3 separate regions of the Mus musculus genome follow, and all the other regions are linked to region 1. A link is a contact called in public HiCAR-type and HiChIP or PLAC-seq data. All regions are on one chromosome and are shown on one strand. The core of a region is the stretch at or near the end of the contact, and the rest is flanking DNA. Distances in the headings are between cores, read along the strand shown. Region 1 has its middle 15 kb from the start of Cst3. Region 2 holds the start of Fkbp1a (FK506 binding protein 1a). Region 3 holds the start of Abhd12 (abhydrolase domain containing 12).

Region 1 (4,358 bases), core at 904-3,403:
ATGGGACAGAGCTGCTTTCTGCTTATTATTTGTGATGACTGTAATGATATTTTACTGAAAATTACTAAAAATTCCAGAAGCTTCTTAGTCAGTGGAGAAAGTCAAAAGAGTGACCAGGATTGACTACAATGGAATTTTCTTAAGGTAGAGAAGTACGCAGAACAATGTCTACGGGGAACTAAACCTAAGGCGAGTTGATTTTTAAGACAAAGGATTCTAGTGAACTGCAATGAGAAACCCCCAGGGGAGTCTTGTATGGCCTGGTCTGGGAACAGAGTACAAGATAAGGATCAGGCAGCCAGGGATGGCCAATTTCAGCCCTTGTACTATGGCTGGTTGCTCTGCCAGTTTTTTACAGTGGAGCACAGATGGTCACCATGGTGGGGACAGCAAACAAGCCTCCTAAAATCATGGACATGGTATCCCTCCGTGTTTTGGACTATCCTCGTCTCTTTGTTTTATACGTCTAGACCTTAGATCCAAAGTCAGGACCTCTCACTGACAGCAAGACAAGTCAAACCTTAAGAGAAGCAGTTAGAGAAGGTAAAAACCAAACACAAAAAGAAAGTAGAAGGATTTTTCAAAAAGGACGACAGTTCAGAAGGGACAGAGAGCTCTCTAAAAGTAAACAACAAAACTATAGATAACAAGTATAGAGATAAAACTAAACAATTAGACTTGGCTAATGATCTATGTGATTGAGATTGCTTCATTGGAATGTTAGTAAAATATTTACAGGGCTACTCTGAACTAGCTAGTTTTCCCATGCTATATTGTTCCAAATGATACCAGGATTGCTGCATGGCAAATAACTGTAGTCTTCCGAATTGTCATTACTGACCAGTTTTGATGCATTGTTTTTGGGCTATCTTAATGACATGCAGGGATGTCCTGTATACAGTAGAGTAGCTTGTTAAAAGTACCAGTTACAGCCAAGGAAATGCATGTTTGGTACAAAGGACTCAATCCAGCCGAAGGCTCTTCTCACTGACCTTTAACAAAAACTAAACACCACCAACAAAAAAGTTAGAAAACAAAGAAACCAATAATCTTCCACAGGAAGCCTGCCAAACCTCTAAGGCAGGGATATAGTGCTTCCTGGTTTTGTGAGCCCTTGCTGCCATAGTTGTGGCACAGAGTAGTCCAGCAGCCAGCAGTATCAGAGTCAGCATCAGAAACCCAGATGCTATATCAGTACCACCTCAGAACTTAATTGTGGTAACTCCCCAGTTCAGATGATGTTTCCAGACTTGCATAGGGCTCTAGGTAAAGATGAGGATAGGGAACAGAGACTGGGAAGTGTCAGCAAGGAAGGGTAAAGGTGGGTTACACCGAGGATGCAAATACAGTTGGATACCAAGGATAGAATCTTATGTTCTACAGCATAATAGTGTGACTACATTTAAACACATATGTCTATATATGTGGATGGATAGATATGGATAGATGGATAATTGGTTAGATAGTTAGGTGATAGATGCATATATATAAACAAAATGTGATGTATACATTTATATATCACATTTTAAATGATATAGAAAAGCTTAAGCTTCCAAAAGCTTGCAAATATGTCACATTCAACACAATAACTAAAGATATAGAAAAGCCAATTACCATGATCTGATTACCATATATTACATACAAATATAAAATTATGGCACTACACACAGTTAATATGCTACATTGTGTCTTCTGGAAAAGCACTGGGTGAGGAACTGGTCCAGTCTCAGTTCAGCCCTGTGTGGCCAGAACCAAAAAAAGAAGAGTGCTAGACTTCTGCCAGTAGTGGGGAGAGGGAAGTTTGGCCCTTTTTCTAGTTCTAGGGGAAGAAGGGAATGACACTGGATAGAAACTATGATAAATCAACAGAAAAAGGGCAGCAGTGTGGGAATTCTCCCTCCTCGGTCCATGTTAACTAGAGAGGATGTACAGAGCCTGGAGGGATATGAAAAGCTTACTTCTACTAGCGTGGGATTAGAAGCAGAAGACAAACAAAACCTGTGTCCTATGCCACTGTAAGAAAGCTGGACATGCAGCCAGTTCCTGATGGATTCCTGGACCAGTTCTCAGTCCAGCTTCTGCAACCCTGGGAAGGCCACTTATGACAATTATAGATGCGGCTGCTTCTATGTTTAGCCAAGAAGCAAAGCCAATTAGTCTGGGATTGCTGCCCCTTCTTAATACAAGAGAGCTGGCTGACAGTGATGTCCTTTATTCTACCCTCTCTTGTTCCTCAGAGGAAAAATTAAGATTCAGAAAGAGACAAAGCTTTCATTCATCCTGGCCAGTTAATTAGGACTCAGTCTGACCAAGTGTTAAGAATTCAGAATGCTTAAGCAGCTTTCGAAAGTCTCCCGAGTCTTCTCCAATGAGCCAGGGAGTGTTTTCAGATGCGGCTTGAATGTTTTGTTTTAATACACTCTGTCAGATACAATCTCTATTCCCACTATACATCATCTGGTCAAATGTGTTTCTTGTTTCTTATTCTTGGAAGTGAAATTAATAATGGAAAGCAGAAAAAGATTTTTTTCAGTTTGGACACAGTGGGAGAGGGACAAAGAGATCCATTGACCACCACTCCCTATCCCCACCCCTGCACACACACACACACACACACACACACACACACATCTTCAAGATCCAGAAGTGAGATTAAAATTTAAATAGAGGGCCAAGGATATGTATATCTAAGCAGTCCTAATCTAGGTATGGTCTGCCCACCATTGATCTATTCCAGTCTAGACTTCAGTCTCATCCTGGAGGGTGGTCTGTCAAGATATTAGAACTATGTTAAATCTCTTTCCTAATTATAAGTTTTTCATCTATCTGGGCCTTTCCTTCTCCCAGCAGGAGATTACTGGAAGAAATCTCCATTTCTTTGGGGTCCATTGTTTCAATAGTCTCTTCGAATTGTCTTCATTTCTGCCTAGCCAGTTACAGGAACACAAAACTTGATCCTGTCTTGTTTCATTATTTTCCTCCCAGCTGTTTGGGATTAGAGTTGTTTAACACCCAGAAAAGCACATGTAAATCTAAGGTCTCACGGACAGTTTTTGAGAAAATTTGGCTCCAACTGGGATCTGTTGGGGTATTTCTCATTCACTGAGTCATGTGCCTGCGGGTCTTGGTCTCACAACGGTTCTTCACTTGCTGGGTTCCTTACCTAGGCCCTTGATCCTCCAAAAGGCATTGTGTTTGTCCTGGCGCACTTCCCATTTCCACAAAAAAGGAACAGAATCCATTTGCTTCCTTTTTCTGTCTGAACTGTTTAGAGAAGAGCTCTCTGCTTCCACACCTATGTCACCCAACCCTCTACCTTGGGACTGTTTAAGGACCAAAAGAGGAAACATAACAGGACCTGGACCACAATTTGAGAACTAGTAGACTGTACCAAATGTATTGATTCCCCAACCTCATCTTCTGCCTACCTCCTACCTCTTTCCTTTTCTTGTTACGTTTCTCTACCTTGAATCATTTCCTCATTGTTTCTCACAGCCACAGGATAAAAAGGAATTAGATTTCTTCAGCATCTGGTTTTGGGTCTTAGGAAAGACCTTCATTCATGTGGGATAACCCTTCTTGCCAAAGAACTTTTAGCCACACACCCCTACAGGCCCTTGAAGTTCATTCAGCCCAGAGCACATGAGTCAGATCAATCAGGGAATGAGTATGAAGACTTTTGCCTTGAAAGTCATAGGTCAGGTTCACTGGGAAAATGTCTCCTGTACCAATGCATTCAAGGCTATTTCTCACTTGTTCTTCTATGAGATTAACTGTATTCAGCTTTATAATGAGGTCCTTGATCCACTTGAGTTTTTGTGCAGGGGTGATAAATATGGATTTATTTGCATTCTTCTACATGCAGACATCCAGTTAGGCCAGCACCATTTGATGAAGATGTTTGATGTTTTCGATTGTATGGTTTTGGCTTCTTTGTCAAAAATCAAGTGTCCATGGATGTGTAGGTTTATTTCTGGGTCTTCGATTCTATTCCATTGATTGACCTGTCTGTCTCTGTGCCAATACCATGTAGTTTTTATTACTGTTGCTCTTTAGTACAGCTTGAGGTCAGGCATGGCGATTCCACCAGAGGTTCTTTTATCATTGAGAAGAGTTTTCAGGTGTTGAAGTGTTCTTGGATTTGGTTTGAGAGAATTTTGTTGAGGATTTGTGCATTGATGGTCATAAATGAAATTGGCCTGAAGTTCTCTTTCTCTGTTGAGTGTTTGTGTGGTTTAGGTATCGGGGTAATTATGGCCTTATTGAAGGAGTTAGGTAGTGTTCCTTCTGATTCTACTTTGTGGAATAATTTGGGGAGTATTGGTATTAGCCCTTCTTTGAAAGTCTGGTAGGAGCGA
Region 2 (4,358 bases), core at 521-3,020, 2.7 Mb before region 1:
GTTTGTTTTTTAAAAAGCAACAGCATCCTTTTTCAACTTGCTTTCAGAGGTGACTAAACGGATGACTGTTCCTCTATTAGCCCTCCCAAACTAAGGTGCTGATTGGTCTTACCACAACAGCTACTGCGATTTGGTCCATGAGAAGAGTCTGTTCTTGCCAAGATGTATTTCAATATTCCTTCCATTGGCAGCTTTTTAAAGGTCCTAGTCCTTAACTTCTGCCATCTCCTGCCCGCTTCTCTACTCAAGAAGTCATAGAAGTAAGGGGGCACAGAGAGGAGGATGTGAGCGGGCTGTCTTGTCTTCCCTTCCCTGTAAGTCATTTCCCTCAAGATCGGGATCCTCCCCTGATTAGGGAGAGAAAGGCAACTTGAGCCAGAACAGCTTGGCCAGATCAGGCAGGAAAAAAAAAAAAAGGTGGGGGTGGTGACAGTGGAGGGGAGCAGGGAGAAGCAGACGAAACAGAGGAAGGATGGGGAGGGGGACAAAGGAAAGGGTGGGAAAGGGAAGGAGGGGGAGGGAAGCCGATTCATATCAGCTGTGGCTACACCACTCTGCCTAGCTATGAAGGCACAGTCAGCTCCCCCTCCCCCTCCCCAACCCAGGAAGACCTTGTAAGGGCATGGAGTAAAAAATGGTCCCAGGGCCAGCAGTCTTGATGCTTCAATTCTGGCTGAGTATGCGCGTCTTTAAAATCTCCTTTGACTTAGTTACTGTGCACTGCATTCACGACCCCCCAGTTTCCTTTATCTTTAAAAATGGGGGTGAGAAAGTCTCTACTCCCAGAAAGGGGAAAGGAAAATGTTATGGTATACATCCTTTGGTCTGGAAATCACTGCCATGGAGGCTGAGATTTGCAAGTGGGTCAAAGAGAAATAGACATTGCATTATCTATTTCTGAGAGGGCACGTGAAGCCACAATAATGACTTCGCAAGTGGGTCGTTTCCCACCCGCCCCAGAAAGGTGAATTCAAGGGTTTCCCTGGGAAAGGGTGGCTGGGCAGACTAGGAATTTTCTCCCCTTCTATCTACTGAAGGAAGAATCCCGACGCACGAAGAAGGCATCAAGCCATCGGGGTTCAGAAACGGTTCAAATCTTCCCGAAGGGTCCCTGGCCGGGAGCGTGTGACCTCCGCCAGGCGATGAGTTCGCCCCAGCCTCAGTTTCTACGGTTGGACAGTAGGCTCCCTGCGGCATCCGGGGCCGCACACCGTTCAGGGCGGACGAGACTGCGCCAACCCCATGTCCCGTTCGGCGCGGCGGGCCCAGCCTGTCCCTCGGGGCATGGCCACCGCCCAGGCCTCGGCCGCCGGCCACGCGGCCACCACGCCCCGACTCCCCAGCCGCCGCCCCTCCCGCCCGGCCCCACCCGGCCGGTCCGACTCACCCGTGTAGTGCACCACGCAGGTCTGGCCGCGCTTTGGGAAGGTGCGCCCTGAGGAGAGACAAGACTGCAGGTGAGTGGCTGCGAGCGGCGGCCGGGAAACGGGCGGCGGGTGTCTACTCACCGTCTCCAGGAGAGATGGTCTCCACCTGCACTCCCATGGCGGCGGCGGCGGCGGCGGCGTTGGCGGAGGAGGAGGAAAAGGACGCGGGTGGCGGCGCGACGGGCGGCGTGGAGCCGGAGCGGACCTGGCGGCGGTTCAGAGGTTCGGCTTCGTCCCTCTCGTGGCTCCTGCGCACGCGCACCGCACCGCACGGCACGCCCCGCCCTATTTGCGCGAGGCGCTCACATCCCTGAAGCGGGGCAGCTAGGCGGAGGGACCGGAAGTCCGGAGGCCACAGACCCCCGGATGCAGCTGCGGCGGAAGGCGCGTCCTGTTGGCTACTCCCGGTTTTCCTCTGCGTTTCTCCGCCTCGGAGACGCCGCAGTAATAACGGGCCCACCAGCTACTGACGAGCTCACTCAGAGATGCTTTACTTGCGCACACCTAACTAATTGCCCTGTAAGGACGATAGCTGTGAGTAGGCCTTGTACCTGTGGAACCAAGGAAACGTCTGTAAGTGGCCCTAGGTTCCGAGCTCCTTCTTGGAAGAGTCAGTATTAACACTAGCCTGCGTGAAAGCCCACTCTTCCACGAATACGTATATATTAAATATATGGAAATAGAGAGGGGAGTGGTGGCGCACGACTTTAATCCCAGCCCTGGTGTAGTCTACAGAGCGAGTTCCAGAGCAGCAAGGGAAGATAACCCCTGTCTCAAACAAACAAAAAGAAAAAAGTCATATATGTATGTATGGGGCTCTTGTGAGTTTTGCTTGAATACCTTCAGTACTTTAAAGAATAAAAACTTAATGGGCTGGAAAGATGGCTCGGGTGTTAAAAGCACTGGCTGCTCTTCCTGAGTTCAATTCCCACACCCACACGGCAGTTCACAACTATCTGTTACCTCCAGTTCCAGGGAATCATATACTCGGTGTACAGATGGATACATAGACAGAACACTCATTCACATAAAATAAAACTGCCAGGGTTGCTGGTGCAGACCTGTAACCCCAGTGCTGAGGATAGGAACACAGTCAGTCTAGCCTATTCAGTGAGCTCCAGGCCAGTGAGAAACCTTGTATTAAAAGAGGTAGACAGAGACCATAGAGACCACGTTCCCAAAGACCACGTGTCCAGCTGAACCAATCTGCCTCCATCTTAGGCTGAATTCAGAAATTCAGAAGCTGGATCCTGCCCTCTGGCCCTCTGGGACTGAGGAATTGTACCTTAGGGGTGCACACCTTGGAGAAAGCACACACCTCCAGTTTGTTGGACAGCAGGATCAAAAACCAACCCACCAACACCTTAAAAACATATGTATTTATTTTATGGAGGCATCCTCTGGTAAGTCATAGAAACTTTTAATGTTTTTTTTTTTGGTGACATCTGGTTTCTGGTTCTGTCAGATCCCAATCTAGGGACTATAAACTGCTCCAGAGGCGATCTACACCACAACAGCTCCACAAACAAAACCAAAAAGTCCTGGACTTGCTGAAAGTTGATATAAATCAGTCTAGTCGATGTGATACTTCCTGTCTCTTCATCTGGGTCAGCAAACCAGCTTCGGATGAATACCTCACTACCCTAGCCCACCCTGGCCTTTGGGTAATACCCCAGCCTTACTGGGCTCTAACAGTGGCATCCTAATTTTTGCAGGAAGTAGGTTTAGAGGAGAATACATCTCTTGTTCTCAACAAAGGGTCGGAATATTAGGTCTAATGGAACTAACTCCCTGGCAAAGGAGACAAAATAAGTACTTAAAGAACTTATTGGCATACCAAGATTATGTGGCCTTAAAATATTGGTTTTATCTATGCTAACCAAACAGGTATAATTTATGATTTCATCATTTGATATGCTCCAAATTTTGTTTTCACCCAGATAAAGAATGCTAAGACCTTACCAAAGATTTCACAGGGACACAGAAGACAAGCAGGGAATGAAGATCCAGCCTGCAACCATCTTAGGCTTAAAAGCCATCTTATCATAAAGACAAAGGAGGTCCATTCCTATTTATGATTAAACTTCTGTTTTTCAAGGATTGGGCTATGACTCACCTGTAATCTTAACTACAAATAGTTCAGTACTGCCTGTTCCAGGAATGGCAGTCATGTCTTTGTTTCAAAGAATTGTTTATAACCATCTTGTTTCAAAAGATTATATGACCACCTTGTTATGACTATGACTACCTTGTTACTCCCATCTTGCAACCATGTCTTTGTTTCAAGAGATCATGAGGGCTGACTTGTTTGCTCTGGTCCTATAACTCCACATATTTTGCCCATCAAATCCCCCATCTGGAAATTCCCTACCCCTGAGCTATGAAAGCCTTATTTTTCCTCACATCCAATCTCAAACTCTGCCTTGGGGAGAGGCAGCCTTTATAAACAAACAAAAAAGCCTGCTTTAATTCTCCTCCCATCTTTTGGATTAACACAACCTCCACACATAGGCATACACACAAATTTGCACGTACATATGTACTCACACAATAAATATAAAAGAGTTTCAACTATATTTCACAGTATCTAAATCTAGATGATCCTTCATTTCATTCTGAGAAAGCTCTCCTTTTGCTAGTTTGAATTGGACTTTCTGCTACTTACAGCTAATAGATTCTTGGCTTATATAATATCCCAACTCATAGATCTTGACCTTGAAGGCCACCCTTGCTGGTCTTTCAGCTGCTTGAAGGTATAGGTAATGACTACAGGGAACTGCTGTAACATGCCCCAGAATCATCTGTTAGAACCCCCAGAATCCTGTGCTAGTGTGACGTGTGGCCAGACAATCTGTAGTTCTAAACATTCAAAAGCAATACTCAAATCAGTTGGTTTTGGGTGTCTAAATATTGTGGTCAGAGCCAGGTGGT
Region 3 (4,358 bases), core at 1,011-3,510, 2.0 Mb before region 1:
CCAGAAAGGTGAACGCAGCAAAAATGAGAAGGTCTGAGAGTTCTGAGTAAGTGTTCGGCAAACATAACTCTCATAGGGCAGGGGTGTAACTCTGTAGATAGTAGGCTTTAGGAAGGCAGGGTTTTTCAACAAGAATCAAAGTGTAAAGGTCTTGGGGAGGGGCTGTGTAGCTTTGTGAAGGACCATGAGAGAGGCAGTGATCCTGGGAGAAGTTTGATCCTGAGAAGTGGGGCTGGAGCTCTGTCAGGTAGGCTATTGTAGAGCCTTTTGGATACAAGCTTCCAGTTTTGAGAGAGGTGGGAACCAACCAAAGGGTTTTTAGTGACAGATTCAGTTCTGTGGCAGATGTTAGACAGAAGGAAGCAAAACAAAAGTGAAGGCAAGAGGCCTCTTAGACCTTTAAGGAAATCCAAGTGAGGAATGATGGCTGTTTGTTTGGTCCAAGGTGGGGATTGGTGGAGGAGATAGGAACTGGTTAGAGGCTGGATTTTTGATACAGGGCTGATGTAAAACTTGATGACGGGTGTGGTGTCATAAAAAAAGAAAAAAAAAAGGAAAAATCAAGGATGAAACCAGAGTCTTGACTCCAAGAAAGCCAAGGATGGAGTTCCCATTCATTTCTTGGGAGGGAAAGGGGATGAGCTAGGAGGGTTGAGTGCCTATTAGACGTCAACAAGAAGTAGAACATTTGATAAAGAGCCTTAGATCTAGAAAGGGTATGACCCAGAGATACAATGGGAGCGTACCCAGTGTGGAAGCATATTTAAACATTAGGAGACCAAGAGATAAGGATCATATTGACAAAATCTAGCTCTACACCCTCTCTGTCTCCTCCCTCCAGTTCTTCCCCTCCTCCTCTTCTTCCTCCTCCCCCCCCCCTCCTCTGTATAATGGAACCCCAATCCTCAGGTATACTGAGGAAATGCTATCACTGAGCTATATTCAGCTCTTTTTATTTGTGTTATTTTGAGACAGAAGCCGCTAAATTGCCTGGGTTGGCCTCCAATCTGCAACCCTCCTGATGTCAGCTTCTGTAATAACTTCAGGCATGTCCTACCAGGGCTATTTGTTCTTTTGTTTTTCTATAAAGATTTTATGACTGATAGGTCAAAACTATCTTTAAGCATTTAATTTCCTTTTTGAATATTCAAATCTATAGTACTATTTTGTTGATGTTTTAAAGACTGTAGATATTCATACAGTATGAACATAGGTTATAATATAGCAAAAATGGTAAAGAAATTCTTGAATTGCAAGTTGTAACTATCATTACAAAGGCAACAACATAATCCATTACATTTCTAAGTTCCTATTAAATCTTTATCAGTTGCCAATATTTTTCAAACTGATTACATGCATGTTGAAATTACAAAAGTAACTCATTAGTAAAATGCATGCTATATCAAACAAAACAAAAACTATTAAAAGCTACAACGTGTCCTTTCATTTTTTTTCAGGTGGATTGAATTATTAAATTTGGATGTCAGAGTGCAAATTCCTCTTTGAAACGGATTTCCTTGCCTTCTTACCAGTCCTAATCGTTCTTATGAAGATCCAAACTTTAATAGAAGACTTCAAAGCATACGCAGGCAGTTCATTTTCTTACATTCAGCGAAAGAAAAAGTGAATATATGGGAGGCAGAGGCAGGCGGATTTCTCAGTTCGAGGCCAGCCTGGTCTACAAAGTAAGTTCCAGGACAGCCAGGGCTACACAGAGAAACCCTGACTCGAAAAGACAAAAAAAAAAAAAAAAAAGTAAATATAAACTTGTTTAAACAATACATTAGCTACTGGAGTCTCTCTCTCTCTGTAAAGCTTTTTTGTTGAGTATATCAAATCTAGAGAACATCTGGGGCTCTAGCTTTTTAGGGGCGCCAAATGCCCTAAAGAGGGAGTAGAGAGAGCCTATTTTGCCCAGCAAACGGAGCTAGTGCCCTCAAGGACTCCCTAGCACCCTCCCCATTCGGACCACTTAGATCTTAGATAGGGCCTGCCTCAGTTCGTAGGCAGAGGGCACCTGAGTTGCACCTAAAGCAACCCAGCAGGAGAATCCAAACTGGCCCTAATCCGTTTCGTAAACGCACTAAGACCCTTCAGACTAGCCCTGCCCTGAAAATGACCCGCAGTTTCAGCTTATTCCGCCCTTCTCCAAGATGGCTGTGGCTGGCGCTGGGGATGCTGGGCGCGCTGCTTGTGAAGCGGAGCTGCCGGGGGCGTGTCTGGGGCGGGGCTTCCTGGACTCGTGCGCTGATTGGCCGCGGTGGCCGACCGGCCTCCGGCGCTGGTCCATAGCGGGCGCCGCGGCCTGGGGCTGGGATGTGACCCGCAGTGGGCTCCCGGCTCCGGGTGGTGACGGCTGTGAGCGGCGGCGACTGCAGCGAGGTCGGCGCAGGCGGGCGGGCGAAACCAGGGCGCCGAGAGCTGCTGCCGACAGGGCCGCGGGATGAGGAAGCGGACCGAGCCCGTCACCTTGGAGCATGAGCGCTGCGCCGCCTCAGGCTCGTCCTCCTCCGGCTCGGCCGCCGCGGCGCTGGACGCCGACTGCAGCTTGAAGCAGAACCTGCGTCTGGCGGGCAAGGGGACGGCAGAGCCGCACAGCGCATCCGACGCGGGCATGAAGCGGGCGCTGGGCAGGTGAGATGCGGTGCAGACACGCGCGGGCCCCTCACCTGGAGGGCAGGTAGTCCCAGGCTCCCACCTTCAGAGATCTGCTGCGGGAGCATCACACGGTTCCATCCTCCCGGCGTCCTCTTCGACCCTTCTAAAGACTACCTCCCCTCGTCTGGCCCGCAGGGACCGTCCAACCCCATTCTTTCCTCCAAACATCTGCCTCTGGAGCTCTCCTTCAACCCCCATCTCACCCTCCCACCCCCTCCACGAGCTGCTCACTAACCCACCCAGCACCCTGGCTGGCATCCTTATCAGGTTAGCCTGCAGAGATACTTAGTGGTTGAGTCCATAGTAATCAGGGGCCCAGTATTCCTGACTGGCTCTGGAAAGAGTCTCCCGAGGAGTTTGAAAGGCTGCCCTTAAGAAGAGGACCACGCAGGGTGAACGGCAAGACCAAAGACCCTGCAAGTGCTCTTAGCCAGTTCACCTGCTTTGCCTTGACCGTATATGGAGCTCAGTAGCAACTCTCCTGTCTGGTCCTTCCCTTCGCTAGCTAATCGCAGGTCAGAGCTGCATTCACCGACCCCCTTTCAAGGGTTAAGCCGTTTTCAGAATCCAAAGGAAAGGATGGATGGATGCATCCATTCTCAGCTGTTGGAGAGAACTGGTGGTTGTCTATGCAGGTAGTTAGTTACAAAGCACTTGAAATCTGCACAGGAATTGGTCATTGAAAATTACTCTGTAAGGTCCTGGAATCTTCTGGGATTGGTCGGTGAGTTAGACTTGCATCCTTCTTTTAGGATGGAGAAGAGGCAGTTATGTAAAGCTGATCTCAAAATTGAGTAGCCTGTTTTATATAGGAATAGGTTTCTTTCCCTCTATCTGGTTTCTTAATTTGATAGTTTGTAGACTATTATCTCTGTTGGCAGTTTTGAAGCCTTGATAGTGTATGACCAGAAATATTAGTTTGCAATGTTCCTAAGTCAGGAGTTGTAGCAGTCATTTCTTTTTGCATCAATTGATCGTTTGTTGTATATGTTAAACATTTACCCAAGAAAGAAAATCAGAGCTTGAAGCTCTGTGCTTAAAAGATCATGAACTTCAACTACCGAGATCTTTAAGTCAGTGATTCTCCATCTTGCAGAAAGACCAGAACTGGCTGTTTGTAGGTAAAATTTACTACCAGAGCGTGGGTGAGATTGCTGATCTGGGGAAGGCTCCTGCCATCAGGCCTAATGACCTGAGATCTATCCTTCTTGTGACTTAATGGTGAAAGGAGAGAACTGTCTCCCATAAGTTGGCTTTTGACCTCCATGCAGACCACCTCACATACATGCACACAAAATAAATGGATAGCATGTAATTAAAAATGAACTAGCAGGTGATCAATCTTTTGAAAGACTTATGTACTCTTTACTTTGTCTTAAGAAAAGTTTACCTTCTTTAAAATCCCTTGATAATTCGATTGCACTTTTATTCATATGCTTTGCATATAGCTTAGATAACTTAGAAATTCTTTCGTTGAAAAAAAATCAAATTGCTATGTACAGCCATGTTTGGGAGGCCAGCAGGAATACTGCTCTGACACCTTCCTTGCATTAAAAGGACCTGATTGATATTGTAGTACAAAGAGAATCATTCAGATGGTGCCCACATCCTCTGAATGAACAGAGGCTTTGGGGGAATAAAGCATAATGAAGGAAGGCCAGATCGGACCGGACCATTACTCCATAGTTGTTTTCCCCTGT

What was found. HiCAR-type assays count read pairs that join an accessible place to other places. HiChIP or PLAC-seq counts read pairs in DNA pulled down with a chosen protein or histone mark.
Region 2: a HiCAR-type map of astrocytes shows a contact between it and region 1, with 5 times the contacts expected there. The contact joins the promoter of Fkbp1a here to the enhancer-like site in region 1. A contact is called at or near these places in 6 of 39 promoter capture datasets (the 3T3-L1 cell line, cranial neural crest, frontonasal cranial neural crest and 2 more) and 1 of 115 datasets of contacts at active chromatin or transcription factors (astrocytes).
Region 3: an H3K4me3 HiChIP or PLAC-seq map of embryonic forebrain shows a contact between it and region 1, with 8 times the contacts expected there. The contact joins the promoter of Abhd12 here to the enhancer-like site in region 1. A contact is called at or near these places in 7 of 39 promoter capture datasets (the 3T3-L1 cell line, cranial neural crest, hippocampal neurons and 3 more), 3 of 115 datasets of contacts at active chromatin or transcription factors (astrocytes, embryonic forebrain and extraembryonic endoderm stem cells) and 1 of 9 other capture datasets (liver).

What each region holds. Positions count from the first base shown.
Region 1 is chr2:148,888,041-148,892,398 of GRCm38.p6, reverse strand. No RefSeq gene overlaps it. Among named protein-coding and RNA genes, the nearest start is that of Cst3, 15 kb to the right of the region's middle. Within about 2 kb of position 2,153, at least 92 of the 459 cell types and tissues checked have an H3K27ac peak or open chromatin away from gene starts, as enhancers often do. A contact at or near this core is called in astrocytes, embryonic forebrain and extraembryonic endoderm stem cells, where this site is marked.
Region 2 is chr2:151,539,895-151,544,252 of GRCm38.p6, reverse strand. It overlaps Fkbp1a (FK506 binding protein 1a), which reads right to left and starts at 1,770. Exons shown (of 5, transcript NM_008019.3): 1 at 1,509-1,770; 2 at 1,388-1,435. The coding sequence starts at 1,545. It overlaps Gm14167 (predicted gene 14167), which reads left to right and starts at 1,782. Exons shown (of 3, transcript NR_166213.1): 1 at 1,782-2,000; 2 at 2,649-2,830; 3 at 3,368-3,527.
Region 3 is chr2:150,902,633-150,906,990 of GRCm38.p6, reverse strand. Abhd12 (abhydrolase domain containing 12) reads left to right here and starts at 2,260. Exons shown (of 13, transcript NM_024465.3): 1 at 2,260-2,634. The coding sequence starts at 2,444.